Regions from separate parts of the Zea mays genome. Here all the other regions are linked to region 2. The links are chromatin contacts, called in public Hi-C maps. All regions are on one chromosome and are shown on one strand. The core of a region is the stretch at or near the end of the contact, and the rest is flanking DNA. Distances in the headings are between cores, read along the strand shown.

What was found. A called contact is a pair of places that touch in the nucleus more often than the background predicts.
Region 1: a Hi-C map of endosperm shows a contact between it and region 2, with 2.0 times the contacts expected there. The contact joins the enhancer-like site here to the promoter of LOC103638764 in region 2. A contact is called at or near these places in 3 of 25 Hi-C or Micro-C datasets (ear, endosperm and leaf).
Region 3: a contact with region 2 is called in a Hi-C map of tassel, with 2.4 times the contacts expected there. The contact joins the promoter of LOC118473374 here to the promoter of LOC103638764 in region 2. A contact is called at or near these places in 2 of 25 Hi-C or Micro-C datasets (leaf and tassel).

The regions. Positions count from the first base shown.
Region 1 is chr9:103,378,120-103,382,240 of Zm-B73-REFERENCE-NAM-5.0, forward strand. No RefSeq gene overlaps it. Among protein-coding and RNA genes, the nearest start is that of LOC103638763, 86 kb to the left of the region's middle. Within about 2 kb of position 1,527, at least 18 of the 20 cell types and tissues checked have an H3K27ac peak or open chromatin away from gene starts, as enhancers often do. A contact at or near this core is called in ear, endosperm and leaf, where this site is marked.
Region 2 is chr9:103,576,011-103,579,766 of Zm-B73-REFERENCE-NAM-5.0, forward strand. LOC103638764 reads left to right here and starts at 2,334. Exons shown (of 3, transcript XM_008661583.4): 1 at 2,334-2,694.
Region 3 is chr9:103,733,611-103,737,421 of Zm-B73-REFERENCE-NAM-5.0, forward strand. It overlaps LOC118473374, which reads right to left and starts at 2,375. Exons shown (of 1, transcript XM_035962611.1): 1 at 1,812-2,375. The coding sequence starts at 2,266. The coding sequence ends at 2,066.

The DNA.
Region 1 (4,121 bases), core at 277-2,776, 200 kb before region 2:
CTTGCCCAAATTACAAGTGCTTTAAGTACCAGCATGCGGACAACCCCGTGCGCAAGGCAGTTGCTATCAGGCTGACCTCTATGCTGCAATAATAAGAACAGTATTGGCACTTTTTCTTCATATCTAAATTTCCTAACTTGCATATACATTGTACTTGTGAAAATATGAACCGTTTCATCATGAGAAATAATAGTTTTTTTCTAGCGTAAGAGAAATTTGGATGGCGCCAGTCGTTGGTAGGTCTCAAAGAAGCTCGCGTGCACTCTACGTTCACGGTACCTCTCTCTGATGGATCTGCATTTTTATTTGTATATGGTTACTAAAGTTGGGTGTTGGGGTAAGCTGTTTGGCTGTTTTATAGAAATATGTATATGGTTACTATATACATTGCTATCATTTTGATTCATGATCAGATGAATGTAGTCCTCATTATTTGTCTTTAAGAACTATCCGTTGATTGGTAACATGCTTTATCAAATTCTCATGATTTGCCTTTAAGAACTATCTATTGATTGGTAATATGCTTTTGTTGTCTTTCTTTTACGGTAGAAGTTTCTAGCATCATGTGTGATGGGTACATACATGTATTGAATGCTAGAAGTATTTATGCTAAGAAGGTTTAGAGGCCACGGATGTGGCTGCTGCCCCTGCTTTCAGGCAAGCTTCTTTTTCTAATGGAGACAACTATCCTACCAAAACAAACATCTTTCACCTTTCACAACCTACTACTTGTTCTATTATTTTTCAGGCATTGGCAAGATACACAAGAAGGGAGGCAATTTGCCTATTATTGATTGGTTATATTTGTGCAACTCTTAAAGCAATTTCCATTTTCTTTTTGAATAAGTTAAACTCACAACATACTTCTTGTCTTGTATATTCTCACTACACTACCACAGACAAAGGTTCTATGTACTCTGGGAACTTCAAATTCACAACTGTAATACCCTAAAAGTTATATTTGAAGTACTTTAGGATGTTTACCTCAAAATTAAAATATTAAGGTTGTGAATCAATGGATTAAAAAAAGTGCCTCTCGGGGTTACATTATTCTTTTAATTGAAACATATACTTTGTGATACTCTTTGAAGAAGTATACAAAAGTGAGGCCTAATAAAAATTTCATGATCATTTATATAAAAAGGTAATAGACATTTAGGTTTGAAGGAAGTTATTACTCATTTTATTTAATAAGTAGTATAAAGAGGGACCCCAATTAGTTAATTATGTATTGCATCTCAATTAAGTTTAGGGGCATTTACTTAAAATAACAGAATACTAATAGTAAAATAAAAAAAATATTTTTGCATCATGTGGTATTTTGTTTGGGCATTCAAATATTTGAATATCAAAACTAGATTTGAACTTGAAAATAAATTAAAAGACAAAAGAAAAGAAAAGAAAAGAAAAAAAGAAAAATACAAACTCATACCTGCGTTTTGGGCCGAATTCCTAGTATCGCGGCCCAGCTTCCCTTTCCCACGCGCCAGCCACACGGAGCCTACGCGCGCAAGCTTTCTCGCCGACTGGTGGGCCCTCCTTGGCTGAGGCATCCCTGGGAACAAAGCTGCCGAGAACACTGGTGCTCCGAGGATTTTGGCCCCGCGCTTCAACAAACGCATTGGCGTCCTCCTCCACGGCTATATAATACGGTACGCCAGAGCCATACCATCCCGTCGAGCCCAACCCAGGACCCGCCACGGGTGAAGCAGAGGAGATCGTCTCCATAGCTACTCCTTGTCTGGGCACGAGACTGATGCCGGTGAAGTACTCGAGACAGTTCGTGGTGGCGCGCTACATGTGGTCGTGGCCTTCTCGGGCGACGTAGTCCACCAGAGCACTACCAATTGCTCACCAGAGAAATTTAGCCACCGTGGATCCGCTCCTCGCCGTGAATGAAGTCCGGCATGACAAAACCATGGGTAAGGAATCATCCATGAAGTTTGGATCCTCTCTTCATCGTGTAGAATTATTTGGGTGGGGATTTGGGGGCTGGGGGCGTCGAGCGCCTTCAATCTAGCCAGCCGCCGCATGCAGGGGCGACGCCGCCTCATCCGACCTGTGTGGTGAGGGTGGATCGGGTGCCATTGTATTCCCTATTAGACGATTGAGAATAGAGATGGTATAACTTTTTGGTTGTTTTAAATCATGACTGTCAGATCTTGAGGTGTGGTTAAGATTATAACCTAGCATATCCCTTCGTCGGTGTTTTATGGGTCATCGATCTTCGTATCAACGACCTCAGTTGCATACCGGTTCGTGGTCTGGTTCTTGCCATGGATATCAGATCCAATGGCCAGATCAAGACCGTGTGTAAGCCGCCGCGACAACGTTGCTAAAAAACCCTGGAATCTTTACAAATCAACTCGTAGTCCAGGTTAGTATTAAAACCATTACAGAGAGGCCCTAGAATTAATGAAAACAACCCTGAATCCTCGAATATTTATGCTCGCGGCCCAGCATACGCAATATACTTATAAATAAATTCTGAAAATGGTTTCCATTATAAAAACAATTCATAGATATTGGAAAACCCCATAACTTCTTCATTTTAACTATGTTTTAGTCTGTTCCAGTTGCGTTAGCTTCGTAATAAATTTTCCTACACATTAAAAGCATTATTTCTATCATCCTACATACTATCATAATTAGATATTTATTTAACTTATGTTTATTAGACTAACTCTTCTAATCGAGGCTAATATGTTTATAATTATAAATTTTACTAAAATATTATCTCTAATCAAGTTATAATGAGGTATCTCATTAGATTATCTTTCTCACATGATTTATAAGATCAACGTAAGACCTAGTTTTAATTGCTTAATCACATAGGTCTTCCGAAAACCATATCTCTTTAACCACAACTCTGATTTCAGTGATTCTCAAACCCATGATCTCGTAGTAGCGCATAGAATATTCTTAAGTTGTTTGTTCTCGTGATTGGTGTACTGTTATTTTTATGTACTTCTTGTTTATTTGTATGTATTGCTATGAGTAGCAGTGAGGTCACGAGAATCTGAAGACCAGCTTGGGAAAGTACTTTGGATCTTGAGTCTAAGGCAAGTTGTGCCCTTGATCACTCTTTTTTACCTAATAATGTTCTCCATTAATCAATGTGACTTACTCAGGTTAAATTGATGTGACCTAATAGGTTTCCCTAGTTTTGTTTACCGCACCCTTGCAGACATATGAACTATTGGGTAGACTTGCTACTACTCTACCTAGGTTTGGGATTAATGTTATATTTAAATTATGATCATGTTCTAATTATGCTGTTATTTTAATTATTATTCATGACAAGATCATTGTGTTGATTGGAACATGGAGCTTAACTTGAGATAACCGTGCTAACACAAGGGTGGAATGGGACACACTTGACTGACTAATTAGGAAAGCTAGTGGAGGACTACCTTACCCGATAGGGGCAAGGGCGGTAGAGGAGTTGCGGTATAGGAAGGTTCTCAGGTTGATCACGGTGCGATGGCTTTTTGAACGAGAGATTCCTATATTGCCCTTCTCAGAAACTGTAGCAGGTTTTTAGAAGCTAGTGGAACTTTGTAAAGGCCTCGTAGTGCTACCCTGCCTCGTCTCCTCGACAAAGATGAATGGGAAGTCGCGATCCCTTGGCAAATGGGTAACACGACTTGTGGTTAAAGGGCACAACCTCTGCAGAGTGTAAAACTGGTATATCAGCCGTGCTCACGGTCAAGAGCGACTCAGGACTCTCGCATGATTAATTGTGGGTCTTATTATTATTTGTGATCTCTTATTTATTTGGGTTGGTATCTACTTATACTTAGTAACTGGTAATAAAATTTTGACCAACTTTAAAAGCAACGCTTAGCTTTAACCATCCCCTTTGGTAAGCCTTACACTTCACATGAGCCCCACTGTAAGTGAGCTCATGCACATTATTCCCCACAACTTGTTGAGCGATGAACATATTTGAGCTCACCCTTGATGTGCTCACATCCCCTAGGTCAAGGACAAGTACTACAAGATGAGGAGCATGATTCGTCGCAATGAGTTCGTGAGAGGTCTAGGCCATCGTCTTCTAGTCAACTATGATTGTTGGATCATCGTCTTTGTATGATGTAATTATTTAGTTATTTTGTACA
Region 2 (3,756 bases), core at 1,084-3,583:
AAGGCTGAGTCATTGGATCATCAGTAGAAGTCTTCAATCACTGCTGCCTCGGCGACTTCGGGGATGCGGTTCTTCATGGTCTGAAACCTCTTGAGGTATGACCGGAGCGTTTCATCGTTCTGACGCCTGATGGATTTGAGGTCCCATGGCTGCGCCGGCTTGTCAGAGAGGGACTGGAAGTTGGCGATGAAGCACTGACTGAAGTCGCTCCAATCGTCGATGCAGTGTCGGGGTAGATGTCGGAGCCACTGCAACACGTCTTGCCTTAGAACAATGGGCAAGCACACCGTCATCACGTCCTCCGTCGCCCTAGGGGCCTGGGCGGCAGTCGTGTAGACGGCCAACCAGCCACCAGGGTCCTGCTTGGGCTCATACTTGTCGACGTTGGAGACCTTGAAGTTGTTGGGCCACTGGATGGCCCGGAGACGTGGAGTAAGCGCGGAGACTCCGCACGTGTCTTCCTGTCGGCGTTCGTGAGGTCGGTCCCGGGGAGGGGAGTCAGTAGTGTATCGTCTCAACCGTCCCCGGAACAGGCCACTAGTCGAGGCTGCAGCCGACTCAGCTCGGGTGGCGCGACTGCGTGCCGGGACGCCGTGATCCCGGTCATACTCCTCCCGGCGCCTTATTTCACTTTTGTGCCGTCGGTCGTGCGAAGCGTTGATGGAGCTCCGCGCGTCTCGTCGACTGTTGATGGCGTGGAGTAGGTCGCTCGGGGGATGAGCGATGGGCAGAAGGTGATTAGCTGTTCGAGTAAGCAGCCGCCGGTAGCCTTCCGCGTGTGGGGTTCGCGGGAGGCCGTCAGCTATCTAGGCCAGCAGTCCTCCGACTTCACTCGGCGTGTCCATTGCACGGGCGAAGTCAGAGTATAGGTTCCGAGCAAAGAGAGGGTTCTCTCGGCGCAGCCTTGCACCTTGCTCGGCTTGCTCTCGTTCTCGGTCCTGAGCTTGTCGACGATCGCAGCGGCAAGAGTTTCGCCTTTCCCGGTGTACTCGCTCGTTGGGAGATTCTCCTACTTCTGAGGCTTCGTCCCGGGATACGGGCTGCGCTGGATCCCGTTCCTTAGCTTCGTAATGTCGTCGCACGTTCCGGCGTCTGTTCCTCCGTTGTCGTGCTTCACGCTGGGTAGGTTCTTCCCCTTGCATGGTAGACTCATCGTCGGAGATGGGTGATGACTCTAATCTCCCCCGATGAAGAGGACGTCGGGGTAGAAAGGAGTCGTCGCGATGGCGCTCTTCTTTCCGTCCTCCTTTGAGGGTGAAGGTGTCGGAAAGACGGCTCAGCGTGCTCTCGTCCCCTAACTCAGAATGTTTGCTTCCTTCTTTCGAGTGATCCGTGTCCACTCCTTTGTGGGCGAGGTGGACATCAGAGTTTTTCGGGTAGGTGAGCTCCGGCCTTCGGTTTGTAAGAGGTCATCTTCGCTTGAGATGTGGGTGGTGGCACCACCCGCTATTCTGCTCTGGCTCTCCTCGGGATTTCCGAGGAAAGCTTCTTCTCCGGCGGATCTGCTATGCGGTGCAGAGTTTCCTCTTCATCTACTACGGATGAGATGGTTCCAAAGCAGAACATAGTCTCGGGACGAAGGGCGATCTTGCACTTGGAGGTGATGGCCATTGAGCTAGCTTGGATCAACGACACCCCCCTACCCGGCGCGCCAGCTGTCGGTGTTTAGAGCCCGACCACACACCTAGGGTTACCCTTGTGGTGCTTTTGGGTAGGAAAGTGCTGTTGAGTGTAACTCAATGGTTCTTGCTGGATGCACGAAAGAGAGAGACAAACAATTTTCTGCAGATTCGGGCCGCTTGGAGAGGCGTAATACCCTACTTCCTGGTGTGGATCTATATGTGGTGGGTTACAAGCGATGTCTCCTGGATGGAGAGAAGCTAATGAGATAGGTAGATGGGAATGAAAATGATGTGGTACCCTCTGCGCCTTATATACACGACCGTAGGGCACTCCATACTTACATCATGATCACATATTTCCTAAATAATAGTGAACCGACTGAACTGTTCTTCCGAAAACATCGCCGATTCATCCCTAATCCGCGCCGACATTTGTGGGCGCCACGCGTGGGAAAGTCGGACGGTATCTTTGGATAACACATGATTTGACGGGATGCCTGAGCTTGAGTCTGTGTCTGTCACCTTCTCATGTCGGCCCATTACGCTAGTAGTTTTTGTCCTGCCCATGAAGGGATGGCCTTGCGAGGTAACTGGCCCGATGCCCCACGCGAGGGCCTTTCGCCTTCTAGTGGACCCGGGGATATCTGTCCCCACAGGTCGGGTGGGATTTGATCCGTCCGTTTTTAAACCTAACGGAGGCACAATAACCGTGTACATTATTGACTTAATAGACAGTACAAATAGTATAGATAAAGAAGAGAGAGATGAGATGGGGATTGGGGAATGCGGGATGCGTGTGACGCGTGGACCCCGCACGCAAACCCTAGATCGGAAGCCGCACCCGGGCACATGACCGCCTTATCCCCGAGTCAGACCAGCGGCGGCCGGAACCGGGAGCCCCGTTGCTGGCCACGCCCCCACCGCTCGCGCGCGTCGAGCAGCTTCTCGTCGTAGTTGAGCCTACGCTTGGCGCCTACCGCCGGTTCCGCTGCCGGGTGTCCTCCCTTCGTGCCGCTGACACCAGAGGGTAGGATCCCCGCGCTTTCGACCAGCAGATCCCGCCGCGACCCAGGTAATCGATACACCTGTTCTGTGGGAGTCAAGTGCTTCCTGGGGTTTGTCCGTGACTTCTTGAATTCGGCTTCATTAATCCTAGTCGGCCACACGGATCCGTACTACTGAAAACCAGAACTTCGATTAGGTTTTTCTGTGCCCGCTTATCTGCCGCTTGCTTTCTCAAAGTAATGTATCATGGTACACTGAGCGCCTCCTTGAGAAAAGAAGCAACAAGTTCAATTCTTCACTTGTATTTCATCCTGGAAGATATGTTTAAAATGCACATGAATCAAAACATCGCTATTATTCCCACACCGAGTTTATTTCAAGTTTGCTTGTGGCAGAGGAAAGCCTGGAATCCTCCAGTTACTAGTTTTGCCATTCAGTCCGCTCACTAGGGGCGTGATTAGTTCTGGTTTCTACTTTCTAGGTAGCCAGGCTGACATGTGGCAGCCAGGGTCTCTGCATGTAGGAGCACCTTCTTTGGTTCATGTTTCCATCCATACCATCTCATCGCATAGCTTGATTGGTTGGTCTCTCCCTACTCGCCTTGTGCAGGCGCCAAGAGAGCAGCAGACATGTGACGTGCACTGCGTGAGCTAGGCTCCCCAGAAACAAAATCCCATTTCATTTCTTGGCCTAATTTGCACCCACAAATCCTTGCCCATGTGGACGTCCGTCGAACCAAACATCTACCTCCTGCATGCTGCATCCAACCAGCCTGTTCTGACTGCATGCATGAAACCAATCACACCTTAGATATCTAGTCATTTCCATAGGGGCAGTACCTTCTGTTTGCACATGAAATCCTATATTTCTACAACTATTTATGAAGCTGAACTGCTGAACTACTGATGTTTGGGTTGTTATTAAACATTGCATTTAACCATTGGAGATGTTTGTTATCACTTTAAAATTATTAATGGAAAAAGTACAAATTACTCCCCTCACCTATGGACAATGTTCACAACTTCACATAGCCCCCCACAGTGTTTTTAGTTCATTTTACACCTCCATTCGTTTGAGTTGATTTAATTTACCCCTTTACAGAATTTGTCTTTTTCCTTGTGTAATAGAC
Region 3 (3,811 bases), core at 1,125-3,624, 160 kb after region 2:
CTCTAGTATGGCTCCATGAGATCTGAAGCGGTAGGAGCCCGAATCGAGCCCCGCCGGCCCACCACTGGATATGGTGATTTACTTAGATATCAGTCTGACATATGCACACAGAATGAAGTAAATTTGCTGCCAACACATCAAATTACACATCAAAAAACAAAAGAAAAAATGTACCCATCAGAATTCAGAATCTGACGGCCAACTTACACTGTGATGGCATGGAGAAAATGTCACTGCAGTGTGCACGAGAGGTGACTAATGCAAGATTGATTGGTCATGTAACAAGACACGTACCGTGAGTCCGTGATCGGCCGAGAGGAGACCCTGGGACATCCGGACATGGTTAGGTTACACTGCGGCTAGGCTGGAACATGGTTCCGGGCTACGAAATACCACTCTATATGCATGTAACGGGGACAAGTACACGGGACAAACCGTGTTCCTGGTCAAGCTTTTGTCGGTACGTTTTATAAATTCGTCCATTTTGCGGCTAAGAGTTCACGGCGTCAGGGTATATAGCTGGCTAGCTGCAGAATAAGTTCACGGCCTGGTTGAAAAGACTATACCGTCGACAACCATAATGCCACTCCATGCATTTGTGGGCGAAATTGTTTTCCGTTTTGCAGCACGGATATTTCGGAATTGCTACGAAAAGAACAGTCAACGAACAAGCACCTTTTTTTTGCAGAAATCTCAAGCCAATCGTGCTTAGAAAACAGTTCAGTCATGTTATATCTGAGCTTTGAGAGATGATCACTTGGTCCGTTTTCTTCAGAAGCCAGTCAGATATAAATAGAATATTCAACGTTTGGAAAACAGAAAACTTGGATAAATATTCTACCAAGTTAATTGCAAAAGCCAAATCTAATAGTAGCAAAGGAAGTTCCAAAACGATAAATCTAAAGAAATAGTCACAAGCCAAACATCTTTATTTGCGAGTAAAGGGGGGTGTTTGGTTACATGTGACTAAACTTTGTCCCCCCTCCCTTTTAATTTATTTTATTACCTAAATTACTAAATATAAGGACTAAAAGAGAATAAATCATATTTCTCTACCCTCTATAGTCCTATTTTTAATAATTTAGAGACTAAAAAGAGGAAATAAAGTTTAGTCTCGTGCAACGAAACATGGCCTAGATGTGCTTGGAAGAATACATATGACAAAAGTATTAAATAGGTTAAGCTGCTCACGTAGAAGTGTTTGGTCACTATGTTATTAAACAAAGATTCCGGTCTAAATTCCAATTTATGTCCTTCCACTGTATCCTAAAATATTATGGAATAATGCTGGAAGATGAATACACCACTGGATTGAAACTCATGTAGAAATATGTTTGCACAGAAGCTGATTTCTAGTTCCTTCATTGCAAACTTATTTATTTTTCCATCTCGGATTCTCGAGTGTAATTGGATAGCCAAGGAAGAAACCGTTTTATTTTGTTTATTACTAATGGCAGTTGGTGGCCTTGGATCCCTATTACGGAATCGATTTTTTTTTTACTGATTCAGTTAAACAAACATCATATCATGCTGTGATCGTTATAGGTTTTAATGGTCAAGTTATAGATGATACTATCTGCAAATTTCAACTGAATATAAAATGATTTATCAAACTTATATACAAGTCAAACTGTTGAAGACTAGGAGACTAGTTTTTTGTTAATCAAAACATGTACGTACAAGCTACAACTCGGAAAAAAAAAACAGATACACGCATGAGTTAGCGTTGTGAGAGTTAAGTGTCCAATCCCGTTTGTAATGGCATTCCTCGATTTTCAATGAATCTTTCTGAATTCGCAAAAAAAAAAAAAAACATTTCGTTTTGAAAACAACTTCTTGTCCACATATATATACACAACGAAAAGCTCGTCCAGTATTGCTCTTATTTAGGACGATCAGATGTACACATCCTTACATAAGTTACAGACGATATTTGAGAATAGATCGACCTATTGACATGGATGGGTTGATTGAGAGACCCACAGAAAGACCAAAGATTTCACATGGTGATACGATCGGCGCGGCGTGCATGCACATGGACACCTGCAGGGCTAGCTCCACGGACCTAGCTGCTGGAGGCGGTGGCATGGAACCTGGCGATGAACGCCGACGCCTTCATGTCGACGTCGCGCTCGCCAACGTACCACAGGCCATCCTCGTCACTCGGCCGCACCTTCCTGGACGACCGCCGCGGCTGCTCGTACCCCGGCTCGTCGGCGTAGTACCCGCCTCCTGACCCGCCGAAGCAAGACAGGCTGGCTCCCATTCCGGCGGCGACCGACCGATCACCCGAAGCTTCTCTCGGAGTCGGAGCACAGCACAGACGACAGTTTCAGGCACTGGACGCGGTAAGCTCACTAGGAAACTTCTGCTGCCTGCTGCTGGAGGGTGTGGTAGTTGTGCTCGGAGGTCGGAGGGCAACCGGGTCTCCTCCCCAATTTATAGCGGAGGGCAGCGGACGGCGGCCAGGAGATCGCTTCTGCGGAGGCATCCGACGGCCGGGACCGATCGGCTCATCGAGCGGGCCACGCGTTGTGCACGTCGGGAGAAGACGACGAATAGACTGCAGATTCTTTCTTCAGACTCCTCCAGCTATCTTCATGGATGAACCCCCTGCAATGTCTGAACAGGTAGGTAGTTTTGCTCTGCGAACAATATTGATCCGATCGAGTGCTGACTGCTGATGATGATGGATTACTTGGATTTGGTAATAATGGAAGGCAAATGGGCTTTCCATATATTCACACGATCACCTTAAGCTAGCTAGCTAGCTAGCTATAGCTAGTGCTAGTCCGGGGTTTAAGCCAGAGCATTTTTTAAAAATCTTTTCTGACATCATGCAATTGAGATAAGGAATAGCTAGTAGATCGAGTGCTCTGCTCAGATAGCAAATAAAAGTTTGTGGCGATAAGCCGGCATCTCAGAGAGTCACTAATACGTGCGGTCATTTCAGGGTCGTTGTTTTTTTATATATAATTAGTTATTGTACCTGTACGTCCATCGAAGATTTGGTCTACCCTACTAATTGTGGTGAGATCACACTGTTCGCTACCTCATGCATGCATGTGTGATAATCGACGCAGTACGGGTTAGACGGTAGCTAGCGGCTCGATTTGCATTGGCAGACCTATAGGGGTGTTTTGGTGCCCTAATTATTGTACCCCCAGACACTTTTCTGTGATAGATATTATCGGTCGACCTCTTTTCTGTAAAGCGATTAGTACAAGTGTAAATAGATTTCCCTCACACAGCTTAGGCTAAGGCTATACCTCAGAGTGTGCATGCAGCTTCTATTGATCAAACCTATATTGCCTGAAAGAGAGACAAAGAACACCATCCACTTAACTCTCTTATTCCTTACCGTTTAGGGCCGGTACAGATTACAGTCGCAGCAAATTGTGCCTGTTCTTCTTGCCTTTCAGCTCGCGTAGTTATTCTCGCACATGTCTCCCACAGCAACAAGAGCTAGACACATTTCAGGGCCAATATGCAAGTGATGAGATAAGGATTAAGAGCGAGGTCGTGGACGTACAATATATAGTTTGGTAAGTAGGACCAGTCAAAAGAAGGACACAACTTTCCAAAAAGCTGCCGCGCTGATAATCACACTGCAAAGTGCAAGTTGCGACTTGCGAGCCCTTGCGTGCCTAAGCTGCAACTTTCACAGCCGTCTGAGAAAGAGTACGTGCACTGGCTAATGCTCTCTATTTTTCGTTTTTTTTCTTCTCCCCGTTTTAGCATCTCCAACCATGGGTCCTAAATAATAAGAGTCCTAAAACTTGAAATAGTCCTAGACTCCTAGTTCGAGTGG